2 separate regions of the Mus musculus genome follow, and region 2 is linked to region 1. A link is a contact called in public HiChIP or PLAC-seq data. All regions are on one chromosome and are shown on one strand. Each heading gives the region's core, a stretch centred on a gene start, on an enhancer-like site or on the middle of the called end of the contact. The rest is flanking DNA. Distances are from core to core; before and after follow the strand shown.

What was found. HiChIP or PLAC-seq counts read pairs in DNA pulled down with a chosen protein or histone mark.
Region 2: an H3K27ac HiChIP or PLAC-seq map of embryonic stem cells shows a contact between it and region 1, with 3 times the contacts expected there. The contact joins the promoter of Upk3a here to the promoter of Prr5 in region 1. A contact is called at or near these places in 4 of 115 datasets of contacts at active chromatin or transcription factors (embryonic stem cells, extraembryonic endoderm stem cells and pancreatic cancer cells).

The regions. Positions count from the first base shown.
Region 1 is chr15:84,676,786-84,683,297 of GRCm38.p6, forward strand. Prr5 (proline rich 5 (renal)) reads left to right here and starts at 4,213. Exons shown (of 8, transcript NM_146061.4): 1 at 4,213-4,534. The coding sequence starts at 4,398.
Region 2 is chr15:85,015,673-85,022,511 of GRCm38.p6, forward strand. It overlaps Upk3a (uroplakin 3A), which reads left to right and starts at 1,469. Exons shown (of 6, transcript NM_023478.2): 1 at 1,469-1,599; 2 at 2,354-2,509; 3 at 3,638-3,917; 4 at 4,869-4,951; 5 at 5,591-5,723; 6 at 6,566-6,839. The coding sequence starts at 1,548. The coding sequence ends at 6,725. It overlaps Gm52194 (a long non-coding RNA gene), which reads right to left and starts at 3,264. Exons shown (of 3, transcript XR_003951558.1): 1 at 3,147-3,264; 2 at 1,844-1,982; 3 at 1,472-1,640.

The sequences.
Region 1 (6,512 bases), core at 2,963-5,462:
GAGCTGGAAGGTGACAGTGTCGAAGCTGGGGCTGCTTCTCTTCTGCTCATCAGGCCAGGCTGCAGCTTCAGCCTTGTCATATACACACCCTGACTTCTTGCATGTGCCCTAGCCTCCCTGAACCCCTGTTTCTCTGTTGTGACATGAGACCCCCTCACCTCTGCAAGGGAGCACTGCAGCCTTGGGAGCACCACAACCATGGGAGCACTGCAACCATGGGATCATCACAGCCTTGGGAGCACCACAGCCTTGGGAGCACCACAGCCTTGGGAGCACCAGATGAGGCAGTGTGTTTAAGCCCTGCCTCCCTGTCCTATCTCTTGTCCTTCCTACCCCAGACAAGGATCCCTTCTTCAGTTGACTCCTTCAAAGAAGTTCTCTGTCCTCTTTGATTGACATGGGGAAAGAGAGGGTGAAACCACATTGTGATCTTGTCCTAGACTAGAAATCAGGGGTCAGGAGTTGAGAGTCCTGGGCCCTGAAAATGAACCACCTGGGCCCAGCCCCTCAGTACTTTCATACCCCATGAGTCAGAGAGGATTGTGGGGGAGTGTGGTTCCCCCCCCCCAAAGGGCTTCAGCTTCTATGTTTATTGACCCTCAAATTCTGAGATGCCCATCCTCCAGATGTGTTCACTGAGTCCCTTAGAGGTCAGGTCAAGCAAGACCAGATGGGCCTCCATCCTGGTTGCTCACTTAGGGCTCACTCTAAGAAGGATGGTCCTGATGCTCTTTGAGTCTCCCTTGGTGGCCTGTCTCAAGTTCCTGTTTCTAGCTTGCCAAGTGGAGGTGGGATGAAACCTGGGTCCTGTGGAAGGAGACTGTGGTTCTGAGGTAGGGACACTGGCAGCTTGAGGGATTCAAGAATGAATCCGCTTATCTCCCTTGTCCTTAATCAATAATCAATAATCTTAGGCACAAGTGATTCTCTTCAAGGCCACTCCTAAACAACTGTTGAATCCTTGATCCAGGCACCAAGCCCAGAGGTCCCTATCAGTGCCCAGAGGACCCAGCAAGGCATGTAAGGCCCTGTACCTGCTTACAGGGGTCATAACTGTACCAAAAGATGTCCAGGAATTCTGCCAAACAATGGCTGTTGTGTTTTGGTTTGTTGGGATTTTCTGATACTTCGGGCCACAGGAACACTTTTATAGGAGTTAGTCTTGCCCCCGCCCAACTCCTCCTTTGTCTTTGCTGAGGAGTTAACAGCCTGGTTTCCTCCTAGACTCTACCTTGGATTTCTGGGCCCAGGGAGCTCTGCCCTTTGCTGCCTACCACCAACACTCACACCTAGCAGCACCCGAGCTGCCTACCACCAGCCCCAACACCCGGCGGCACAGCACCCCCGCGTCTCTGTCGCACTTCTGCCTTGGGCTGTGGGTGTAGCCAGTGTTCGTCTGTGCTGGGGCGGGGACAGCTCGTTTCTTTGCTCTCTGGAGATGTTGTCTTTTTTTTTTTTTTTTTTTTTTACTTTCCTTTCTTTGAGACACTGTCTCCTAAGAGTCTATAATTCGCTATGGGGCTGGCTGCAAACTCAGGGCAATCCTCCTGTCTCAACCTTCCAACAACCAAGATTTCAGGCCAGCACCCCTACACTTGGCACTAGAGATGTCTTTTAAGTCTCACCCATTCTGGATATTGCTTGTCCTGCTTCTAGCCCCTTCCCTAGGAGCCCCCTGCAGCTCACTTCTTCCTTCCTCTCCTGCCCACTGTGGCCTCCCCTCCCCTACCAGCCTTCTCCCTCCCTCTGGTTACTCAGACTGCCTCTCTGTTCCCATCTGGCCACTCCTGCCAGACGGGCAGCCAGGGGTCAGTTCTGCCCCTTGTCCTGCCCAACTGCTGAATAAAAGGTCAGGCTTCTCTGAGGGGACCAGGGTTTTGCTGCAGCGACACCCGTGGCAGAGAAATGGTGGCCTCGTGTTTATGCATCTTGGTTTTCACCGATCTGACCTAAAACATGAGATAGATATATCTAGCCATTCCTATTGAGTAGCGACTGTGTGCCAAGCATAGGGAAGGTAGATATGAACAAGTTCCTGCTCCTGGCTCTGATAGACAATGTCAGGAAAGCCAGATTAAGTCTAAACAAGGGCAGGGGCAATCAGAGAAAGGAGAGATGATCTTCAACTTTGATCTCCACTGAAAGGGGTTCTGGAGAGCAGGGAGGCTCGCAGGTTTTGAAGGCATCTCAAGGATTGGGGGCCTCGGGCTTGCTCTTCAGCACAGTGGGAACTCAGGAGGGCAATGTGTGCCATGGCCAGCTCTAGTTATTGTTTGTGAGGGCAAGAAGCAACAGTCAGAAAGAGTGGTCAGAAAGGATCTGTAGTTCAGGCTAGGGTGCTAAGAACCAAGGATGGGGCAGGGTGGGTAGACTCAAGAGGAAGGCCTAGTACATGTATCCGATCTTTTTTATTTTAAAATTTTGATTATGTGTATGAGAATGTGTGCCTGAGTGTGGGTTTGTGTACTTGCATGCAGTGCCCCAAAAAGGCCAGAAGAGGGTGCTGGATTCACAGAGCTGGAGTTACAGGTAGTTTGTGAATTGCCACATGCTAGTGCTGAGAACCAAACTTGTATCCTCTGAGAGAGCAGTTCAGCCTGAGGGTTAGGGTTGTGATTTTACGTTGGCCGGCATTCATACCTATCCTGACGCACATAGAGTTTGTAGGCAGAGACTGGACATACTTGATACAGGATGTAAAACCCCAGGGTCTGGAAGGATAGAGAGAGACCATGGATGTGTGGCCTTCACTTTCCAAAACACAGGAAACTGAAGCCTTTGAGAAGTGACTCACCCAAAGCTTACAGCTGCTCCAGGGATGGAGAGCACCCACCCGGGACATAGGACTAGCCACAAGGCTAGTGCTATGGAGCAATGACAGCCCTCCCCTCCCCTCCGCTCCCCTCCCCTCCCCTCCCCCCAGCCATGCTGACCACCACTGTACACCTGAGTGAGCAGTTTCTACACCCCCACCTGAATGCCGCATCCTCCCAGACCTGGGTTCCTTGACTTGGTTCAGAAAGCTGGTGCCTGTTGTTTGGAGACTGGAAAATTCATCTGCTGTTGACCCCCAAGTCAGGTCCTCACTGGGGCCATTGACTGAATGAAGGAGGTAGGAGCAGCCCAGCCCTTCCCTGCCCTGGCTGCCATTTCACAATAGGTTGAGTGGCCTTCGGCTCTGTGAGAGTTCTTGCGAACAAGGAGTTGTCTGTTTGATCCTTGCCTCCTAAGACAGGCATGTGGGGGTGTCCAGTACACAGTGGCTGGTTAGGAAATGCTGATGGTGGGAGTTGAACCATGACTCTACTCTCCTGCAAGTCACCTGGGGCTGTGCTTGGAAGTGGCAGGCAAAACGAGTGGGACTCCCAGATCTTGCTTGAAGGAGGCTGTGTGTCAGGAGCTGGGGTGTCAGGGGCACTGTGTGTTCGTGAGCCTTGGTCCAGCCTGCCATGTTCTGGTGGCAGAACCCGGGAGAGATTATTTTGCCCTGGGTGCCCCCACAACATTCCCAGCAGGTAGAATTCAAATTTGCCTCAATGCCCCAGGGCTGTCCTGTCCTAGGATCATTTTGCCTTGTGCCTAAGTCACCAGGATTGAGGAGACACTCTGACTTCTACCATACAAGGGGATCTGGGATTCAGGGGGTGCCACTGTCCTCCATTCCTTCAACTCTCGGTGCAACAACCCCTCTGGCCAGTCAATCATCCAAGGTACCGGCCTGAGAGGACCCTAGTCCCTGGCCCCTCCCCCGAGAAAAGGCTCTAGGACAGCCTGGTCATGCTAAACTCAGGTGGGGTGGGGCTGATGGCTGAGGCACCCGGCAGAAAGCTTTGATCCGCAGTGGGCGGAGCCTGTGTCCACGTGAAGGGGTCTGGATAGATCTCTGTGGGCACAGCCTTTCCTCCTGGGATGGGTGTCTGGAGAGGGAGTGAGTTCAAGAGACGTTAATGGGAGCCTATGAGTCCCTGTGCATGGTGTGTGTGTGACCACAGGGTTGGTTGGGTGCCGGGTGGACAGTTGGGATTGAACTGCTCTGTGGCTCCTGTGTGGTGGCTTCCGAAGGGAAGAAGGGAGGTGGCTGAGAGCAAAGGAGCCAGCCCCTTGAGCTGGCCCTTTGGCCGCAGAGGGCTCCAAGACGCCGGCCCCGCCCTCCCAACAGGAGACCACGCCCACTATGGCCCCGCCCAGGCTGGAGGCCCCGCCCCCGGCCTGCTTTTGCGCTCCGAGCGCTCCACGCTGAGCCGCCGCGAGCCATGGTTCACAGGGCCCCGCGCTGGGAGTGCTGCCCCGGGCGGGGGCGCAGGACCCGGGCGGGACCCCACGGGGTCGCCGGGCTTGCTGCTAGCCGCCGACTATCGTCGTAGGGGACGCGGGGGCGCGTGTGGGCCGGGGTGAGCATGAGGACTCTCCGCAGGTTGAAGTTCATGAGTTCGCCCAGCCTCAGTGACCTGGGCAAGAGGGAGCCGGGCGCGGCGGGTACGGACGAGCGGGGCACGCAGCAGCGCCGGGCCTGCGCCAACGCCACCTGGAACAGGTAAGGCGCGCAGCCCGGAGCGGCGTGGCCGGAGACCGCACCGCGCCACTTTGCGCGCAGCTCGCCCCGCCGCCGGGCCGTGCGCGGGGAGGGAAGTGAGTGCAACGTGTCAGCGGCTAGAGCCCACGATCGCTCCCCGGGGGTGGGTGGGTGGGTGGGCGGCCGGGGAGCAGGAGGCCTCTGAGCCCCCACTTCGCAGGGGCGCACTTGAACCTCGCGGGCCCCCGGCGGGGCGCCGCTGCACTTCCTGTATGCGTGTCGGGCCCTCGGCGCGGGGTGGGCGGTGGCTTTCCCTGAGTTGGACCCCGGGCCTCCCAGCTGTCCGCGGGGGTGCGCCAGCTGCCAGACATTCCTTACCGGACCCTTCCGGAGGCCCATCCAGGACCAGCCGGGCGTGGGAAGCCCCTCCCCCAGCTGTGTTCTCAACCAGTCACAGATAGTTCTTTTAGCCATAGTTCCCCGGTGGGTCTCCTCTTGGCCCTTAAGGAAAAATTAAAAAAAAAAAAAAGTATTTCCATCCAAAGTAAAACACGGATTGAGGGAGGTTTGTGGATGCTGGCTCTCCACTCCACCCCTCCACCTGGCAGAGAAATCCTGCCAGGTTCTTCACCCTCTGTGGTCTGCCACTAGGGACACGGCTGTCACTTGGACACATGTCTTCTGTTCATCTAGTCTGAGAGCAATCGGGGGGGGGGGGCACCCGGCTGCCAGCAGGGACCCTAAGTTCCTCCACTAAGCTGCAGCCTGCCTGAGAGCTGAGACTACCTACCTTAGTTTCCCTCTCTGCTGGGCCTACACCGGTCTCCTCATTGGGCTGGGAGCAGAACTGTGAGAGAAGGAAGACTCCTTTTCCCCAGAACTGCTCAACCACTCTCTTCGTCCCCTTCCTTGTCTCTGGCCAGGGTTTAGTGGAGCCATGCTGACTTTTGGCTCAGATTTCAACTCCACTCCTCTGTTGTGTGGCCCTAGGCAGTTGGTTTTCCACTTCTGGTCCTCAGTTTCTTTATTAATAATATGGGTGAGTGACTGTTGTTGGAGTAAATGTGAAGATGTGTAATCAGGCTGTGAGCATGAGTTCTGGCACACAGTAGGTCTACCCTGTAACTCAGAACTCAAGTCTAGGAACATTCAGAGAGTAGTGTCTCGGAAGTTACTAGAAGCAATTTTGTGGGGACCCTTTCACCCCATCTGGGGGCCTCTGGCTCAGAGGGCTTTGATGGCGCCACGTGCCACCAGTCATGGCTGTGAGAAGGTTTACTCTTTGCCAGAGCTCTGGGAGGGGGAGGCTTGCAAGGGTCGGAGGCGTCCCCTGCCTGGGGAGTCAGGCTCTGGCTGTGTTCTGTGCTCCAATCCTGGGCCAGCCTGTTCAGGGTCCTCACCATCCTAGCCAGCAAGGGAGGTTTTATGCCCCCATCCCAGCTGGGAGATTCAGGGTCACCCAAAGTGGCCAGAACCCATACTGTACAGCATTTCGTGGCTTGAGTCCCGATACTCTCCCACGTACAGACACACATAAGTAAAGGGACTGGTGATGGTGGCCCAGAGTCGCCTCCCAGCCCCAGCGCCTGCCTCTCTTTCTGCTGCCTTTCCAGTGCCTGCAAGGGCTCCAGGACATGAACCCTGAGCAGGGTCAGGACAGCTGTGTCAGCCGCCTGTGCTCTGGCTATCCCTGCAAACTATGGTCCTCCTTCATCTCACGACCATCGCAGCATTAAAGAGTCTTATTTCCCAGTCAGATTGTAAGCCTTAACCTTACACCAGGGACTGTCTAACCCACTGCAGTGACACTGGGTACAACCCTTGAATTTGGTGCACAGCTATTGCTATGTCCTAAGATAGTCCACACATTCATTCATTCATTCACTCATTCATTCACTCACTCATTCATTCATTCATTTTCTTCATGTTGGCTTGACCAAGCTGAAGTGTTAGTTTAGGATCGAACAGCCTGTTCAGAGCCAGAGACCCTAGACCAAAT
Region 2 (6,839 bases), core at 219-2,718, 340 kb after region 1:
GAGATGCGCACAGATTCCTGACATTGGAGGGAACTGGCTAATTTGGATGAGGACCCCCATCATTTTCCTTTCCATTTCTTTTCTCATGGTCTGATCATTTATCTGTTACTGATAAAGATGTACATTTGACTGGGCTGAGACTTAGAAGCAGATGCTCTCAGCGAGGACAGCCTACATCTTTTGGCGATCTGTTCCTGGCATTTTTTTTCCTTTGGCTTCCTTCGTTCTCTTGGCATATTCTGCAGTCTGCAGCCTCCCCCTTGTTTTCTTTAGCCTGTCGTTTCTTCGGCGAAATACGTTGGCGGCGTTTGTGTTGCAGGACACATGGAGTGACAAGACATGGAGTCTTGGGTGCATTTAAGGGCTTCCTGACAGCATGTTCACAGGCACCATCTTCTTGAGCGAGATCAAAAGTTGGCACAGTTTTGCTAGCTCTTTTGGTCCCCAGTAGCAGAAGCACCGTAGTATCTGTCAATCTAAAAATAGCCTCCCTCTCTCTCTCCCTCTCTCCCTCTCTCTCTCTCTCTCTCTCAGTAATCAAGTCGTGAACATTCAGATTGACATCTTTCCACAAAGTATCTGTGAACACACAATTCCCTTCCCCCATTCGCGTTGGTCATAACAGGAATGCCCCTTACTCAACAGCAGGGTGTTCTGCTGTGGGTCAAGACACTTTGTTTCATGGGAAAACCTTGTTTGTTGTTCCCACCACTGATTGGGGGCCCACAACCCTTCCACTCTTCACCCAGAGCATACCCAGGGCATCATCCCTATTTCTAGGTCTGTGTGTTTCTCATAGGACCAGTGATGTTTGCATTCGAGATCCATGTCAAAGAGCAGTGGCTGGGTATTGTTCAGTTTCATCTTGAAGGAGCCCTCAACTGAAGAGGTACAGCACAAAGGAGCAGGTTTTCTTCTCTTCCGCCCCTCCCCCTTGGTTTTGCTGAGGGAACCCAGGGTCTTACTTGGACCAAGCAAGCATCTACCACTGAGCTGCACTCCAGCCCAGCATCACTATTGCCCGTTGCCTCTCAGGAGGAGGTTCCTGCCCCTTCCTTACCTCCTTGGGCCTCTGTCTTGTACGGCCTGTGAACAGAAAGAGTCACTATCCAGGACTTCATTTTTCCATGACTGTTAATTTTATCAGTATCTGGCACATAGTATGGGCTCATGCTTATGAGAATTAGCGTCTTTGCGGTATAGAAGTTGAGGTCCCAAAGATGCTTATGGGATTAGCATCTCTACTTTGCAGTATAGAAATTGAGGTTCCAGAGATTGCGTTATCTCTGACAACACTGTGAAAACCTCAGCTTAGTTTCTGCACACCTTAGGAGCTTTGCAGAAGACCAAGAGAAGGATCAGAGCTTTAGTTGCTCTGGGCGGGAGGAGCCCAGGACCGGACTGTATGCAAATATCTCAAGGGGAGGCTTCGGATTGGTCCGTTTGAGAGGGGCGGGGCATGCCCTTGCTGGTGACAGGTGAGCGGAGCTGCAGGGAGCAGGTGCGCGTTCTCAGGCAGAGTGCATCGCGAAGGCTCATCTCGGGCGATGCTCCTGCTCTGGGCCCTGCTGGCTCTCGGATGCCTGCGGTGTGGCTGGAGTAAGCCGGGGAGAAGACCTCCAGGGCGTGTCCAGGGAGGCCTGAGGGGAGTGGAGACACTGAGTGGCACTAGGAATCTCATTTAGGGGGTTCAGGAATAGGCGCCTGCATTAGGGACACAGATGTTAGCAGCTGTAGTAATAGAAACTGATGGGAATCCCAGCGCCCACCCTTGGGCTGGCCTCAATTCTGTGATGGTTGTTGCTAGGGAACACCACACAGGGGCTGCAGAGAGCAGACTCACCCAGTCCTGTGGTGACCCCTGAACTGAGGGGAGGTAGAACGGCAAGTTCTTGGAGTGGGAGGGATGTTCCATCCTGGCATTGGCTTGTTGATCCTTATGGCCCGGGCAGATAGTGAGGAGAAGCCTGCAGGGGTTGAAGCTGAGAGTAGACATGAAAAAGCTGTGAACTTCGGGACCTCACTGTCTTTCCTCAGAGACTATGAGGGAAGCCAGTGGGGGAGCCACAAAGGGTCTGAGAGAAAGGAAAACGGATGAGGCTTGCTTGTTAGGGTAGACCGTTCAAGTGAAGAGAGTGAGGGGTGGAGGCAGAGAGACCTTATGGAGACAGCTAGAGGGCAGCAGCTGTCTGACTGAGGTGGGGTAGGGATGTGTCTGCCCAGAATGACCAGCAAGGTGGGCACAGGGAACAGGAGAAAAGTTCATGGGATGACCCATTGGGAGGACCAAACCCAGTACTGGACCTGCAGCAAGGGCCCAGAGGTCAGCTCCTACCCTCATTGCCTTCCCCAGCTGTGAACCTCCAGCCCCAACTGGCCAGTGTGACCTTTGCCACCAACAACCCTACCCTCACCACCGTGGCCTTGGAGAAGCCTCTGTGCATGTTTGATAGCTCAGAGCCACTCAGCGGCTCTTACGAGGTTTACCTCTATGCTATGGTCGACTCAGGTAAGGGACCCGCTTCCCTCCAAAAGCGCCACTTGACAGTCTACGGGGAAGAGGGGGAAAGTGGGGGGTGGGATATTGCATGTCTATGAAGGTCCAGGATGCCTTCACTTATCACTGCTCTCACACACACTGACACCATTGTGGTTGTGGCCCCAGACCTGCCCTTTACCAGGCTGGTGGGAGGGAGCCACACCAGTTTCCCAGCACCAGCCTAGCACCAGCTGCCTTGCCCACTTTAGAGCCACTGTCTGCAAGCAGCATGCAGGGTATTATGGTAGAGTAGGGGATGAAGACGGGGTGGGGGCCCCTCTCTGGGGTTTGGACAGCTACATTCTGATCTCACAGGCCTTTGAGCCTAGGGTTGTTTCAGGGTTTTTCCCTGGATTGCTCCCTGTTTTCCAAACCACAATAATGTAAGCTCCTGAATTTGGGGACCAGCCACCCCATAAATGGCCTATTAACATCTCCAGCATCCCATCCTGTCAGCAGGCCTCTATTACTGCCTACATGCGCCCAATCTGTGGATACCCTGAGGTATTTTTCTATTTCACCGAAGTCCAGGGGCCAGAGATGTCAAGTGGTTTGGTCACCCAGGAAGTAAAGAGAAAATGTGCAGTATGGGTCCAGCCACACTCACCTTAGCATTATCCCAGTCCTTCCCATTTCGAAGAGGAAAGAATCCGGGCTGGAGAGATGGCTCAACGGCTAAGAGCACTGGCTGCTCTTCTAAAGGTCCTGAGTTCAAATCCCAGCAACCACATGGTGGCTCACAATCACCGGTAATGAGATCTGATGCCCTCTTCTGGGGTGTCTGAACACAGCTACAGTGTACTTACATATAATAATAAATAAATCTTAAAAAAAAAAAAAAGAATCTAGGACAGCTACAAGTGGCAGAGGTTTGTTGAGCTAGAGGGACACCAGAAGACAGTGAGTGAGACATGGATCCAGTACCTCACAGTGGGGTGTTTCTGGGACAGCTGCACTGTTACCTCTGAGCACACGCCAATCATCCTAGTGCCCGCCACCAACCTGGACAGCTCTGGACTCGGGTGTTTGATGGGTGACTGAGTGCTTGCTGCTGAGTTAGAGTGGCCAGGGTCTTGACTTCCTGCATCCTCTCTGCAGCCATGTCCAGGAATGTGTCTGTACAGGACAGCGCTGGCGTCCCACTGAGCACCACTTTCCGGCAAACCCAGGGTGGGAGGTCAGGCCCCTATAAAGCTGCGGCCTTTGACCTGACCCCTTGTGGTGACTTGCCCAGCCTGGATGCTGTTGGAGATGTGACCCAGGCCTCAGAGATCCTGAACGCATACCTAGTCAGGGTGGGCAACAACGGGACCTGTTTTTGGGACCCCAACTTCCAGGGCCTCTGCAACCCACCCCTGACAGCGGCCACTGAGTACAGGTGGGTGTCAGAGGCTGTGGGAGGATGAGGGACAAAATGGGGAACAAAATGGGGGAAGCCACACTTCACAGAGCTCAGGGATCAGGTGTCTGGAAGGGTGGGCTTCCTGGTTTGCAGCAGGTACCCAGAGACCCGAGAGGGCCAGCTTGGCACCTTGCTCTGCAAGCAGTTTGAAATTCATCCTGTCTTCCTTTTCTCTTTCCTTCCTTCCTCCCTCTCTCCTTCCCTCCCTGCCTTTCTCCTCCCCACCTCCTCTTTTGCTTTGAGACAGACTTTCACATAGCCCAGGTTAAGCTTGACCCCCTGTGCTGCCTGGTTTAGGCTGTATGTGCTCCTATGGTTTCGCACATGCTGAACATGCACCCTTCCACTGAACTATAGCCACAGCTCCATAAGGGGCTTTACTTTTAAGGGTCACTAAACTACAGGCCGTAGATGAACTGGTCCTCAGATTATCCAGTCCACTGTCTAAACTGGGATGTAAGTGGGCTACAACAGACCTTATTATCTCTCTGGGTCTTCTCTTCTGACTAGCTTGTTTGGGGATTCTTACACCTAAAACATAGCCCTGATCCAAGGGCTGGTGATGGAAGCTATTGGGCTGGTTTTCTAATTCTCTTTGTGACCACAAGGACCACAGCTGCCAGGAGGGTCTGTGGATTAACACTCAGCAGGGGTGCTACAGCGGCATAAAATTAAAAGGAGGTGCTCCCAGAGGAAGGCTGAACAACAGTCCCAACCAGGAAGGCTTCCCAGAGCAGATGCTACCAGACTGGAAAAGGATCCAGGGTATATGTGGTCAAGTCCAGTATCCTTCTCTTGTCCTGACCTCACCCAGTAGCTGTCTCGTGGAAGACTTCCTGTGTGCTCCCCATGGTCCTCCTCCTGCCTGTTTCCTGTGGCTGGGTGCATGGGTTAGATGAAAGCCACCCTTACTCCATCTTCTTCCAGATTCAAGTATGTCCTGGTCAACATGTCCACAGGCTTGGTGCAGGACCAGACACTATGGTCAGATCCCATCTGGACCAACCGGCGTAAGTGTGTACTGGGGGGGTGAGCTCCTTGGAGCTGAGTCCTGGGTCTAACTAAACCTGGCTGGCTCTATCCCTCACATAGTGGGCACCTCCATCTCCACGCCTGGCTAGCTTGGTGAGATGACTCTAGGAACCCTAATGGCAGCAGCAGGCCCAGTACTCCTGGACCCGGTCCTAAAGGGTTGGCCTCTGGGGACAGAGTGCATATGGGACTGCTTAGACTTGAGAGTACCAGCGTGGAGTTGAACTCAGAACAGACAATGTCACAGGTCACTTGCTCACTGTTGGACTGGTCCGTCATTCCCAAGGGTGACAATAATGAAGAGCCACATCCCCTCTGAAGTGCTGGCTCAGCTTTATTTTGTTCAGACTATGTATGCCATCCATGTCACCAGAAGTGACATGTAACTAACCTTATGCAAAAAGGGGAAGACACCAGAAAGACTCAGCCTATGGTAAAGAATGAGAAGCAGAGGAGCCACCGGGCCAAAGTCTGGGGAGAGCAATTACTGCCCTGGGTTCCTAGGTCACCCTGGATTCCAGGCAGCCAAGGCAGGTGGCAGGTTACCTTGCCTGTCCCTGGGAAAAGATCCAGGGTGGGACATTTTCTGGGATTAAGTGGGGTGTGGTCCTCTGCAGCCATCCCCTACTCGGCCATCGACACGTGGCCCGGCCGGCGGAGTGGAGGCATGATTGTCATCACGTCCATTCTGGGCTCCCTGCCCTTCTTCCTGCTCGTGGGTTTCGCTGGAGCCATCATCCTCAGCTTTGTGTGAGTTCCACAGCCAGAAAGGGAGGAGCCTGGAGACAGGGTGACACACACCCCCTCCCCAGGAAAGGCTTAGCATCCAGGTCCTCTGAGCTGGAGCAACCTGCCATGGTGCTGGTGAGAGCAGACAGAGCCTTGGTATCTCAGGGTCACGTCCTTCAGCTGGCAAGGGAAGGGCCCAGGAGAGGGAAGGACTCTAGTGCATCCCGGTTAGTGGGCAGTGGGCCCATTCAGATCTCAGTTCTTAGGCTGGGTGTGTAGCTCAGTGGTATGACACTTGCGCAGTACACAGGAGGCTCTGGATTTAATCCCAACACCCCACAAAGGAGACGTGCTTTAGCTCTGATGGAGTGACCTTAGCAAGATGTCCAGGTTCTCAGTTTTCCCATATGGAAAATGGAGGCAATAGTAATATTCAGGGCAGAGTCTTCCTATTTCATCCCATGAGCCTCTCTCTGCCCGTGATCCTCTTTCAGGATCAGAGTATCTCTGCCTCCTCCTCCAGGAAGTCTTCCATTTGGACTTGTCCACTCTGTGTGATCATTCTTGACTTTAATCTGTCTCCCCTGATGATCAGGGCACTTTGAGGACTTGGAACAATGGCGTCCAATTCTTCAGCTCAAAGATGTAACACTATCTGTATAAGTTCAAGTAGGGTTACCCTTCTCTTATCCAGAGGTCTAGCATATAACAAGGACTTCAAAAATACTGGCTTGTTGAGATTATGTCCTGGAAGGCAATATAATGTCTAAGTTAGGGCCCTGGGCAACTGGAGGAGTCCAGGTTTGCTCTGCTCCCCTAATCCTGACTCTCTCTCTCTCTCTCTCTCTCTCTTTCTGTGCCAGGGACATGGGCAGTTCTGATGGGGAAATGACACACGACTCACAGATCACCCAGGAGGCTGTTCCCAAGACCCTGGGGACTTCTGAGCCTTCCTACTCATCTGTGAACCGGGGCCCACCCCTAGACAGAGCAGAGGTGTTCTCCAGCAAGCTTCAAGACTGAAACAAGCCAAGCCCCGGCACCAAGCCATGGCCACTTTTCAACTTGGCCCTGTGGTTGGCAGTGATGGTGTTTATGCTCTGACTGGACCAGATGTGAAACATGACATCTTGGTCC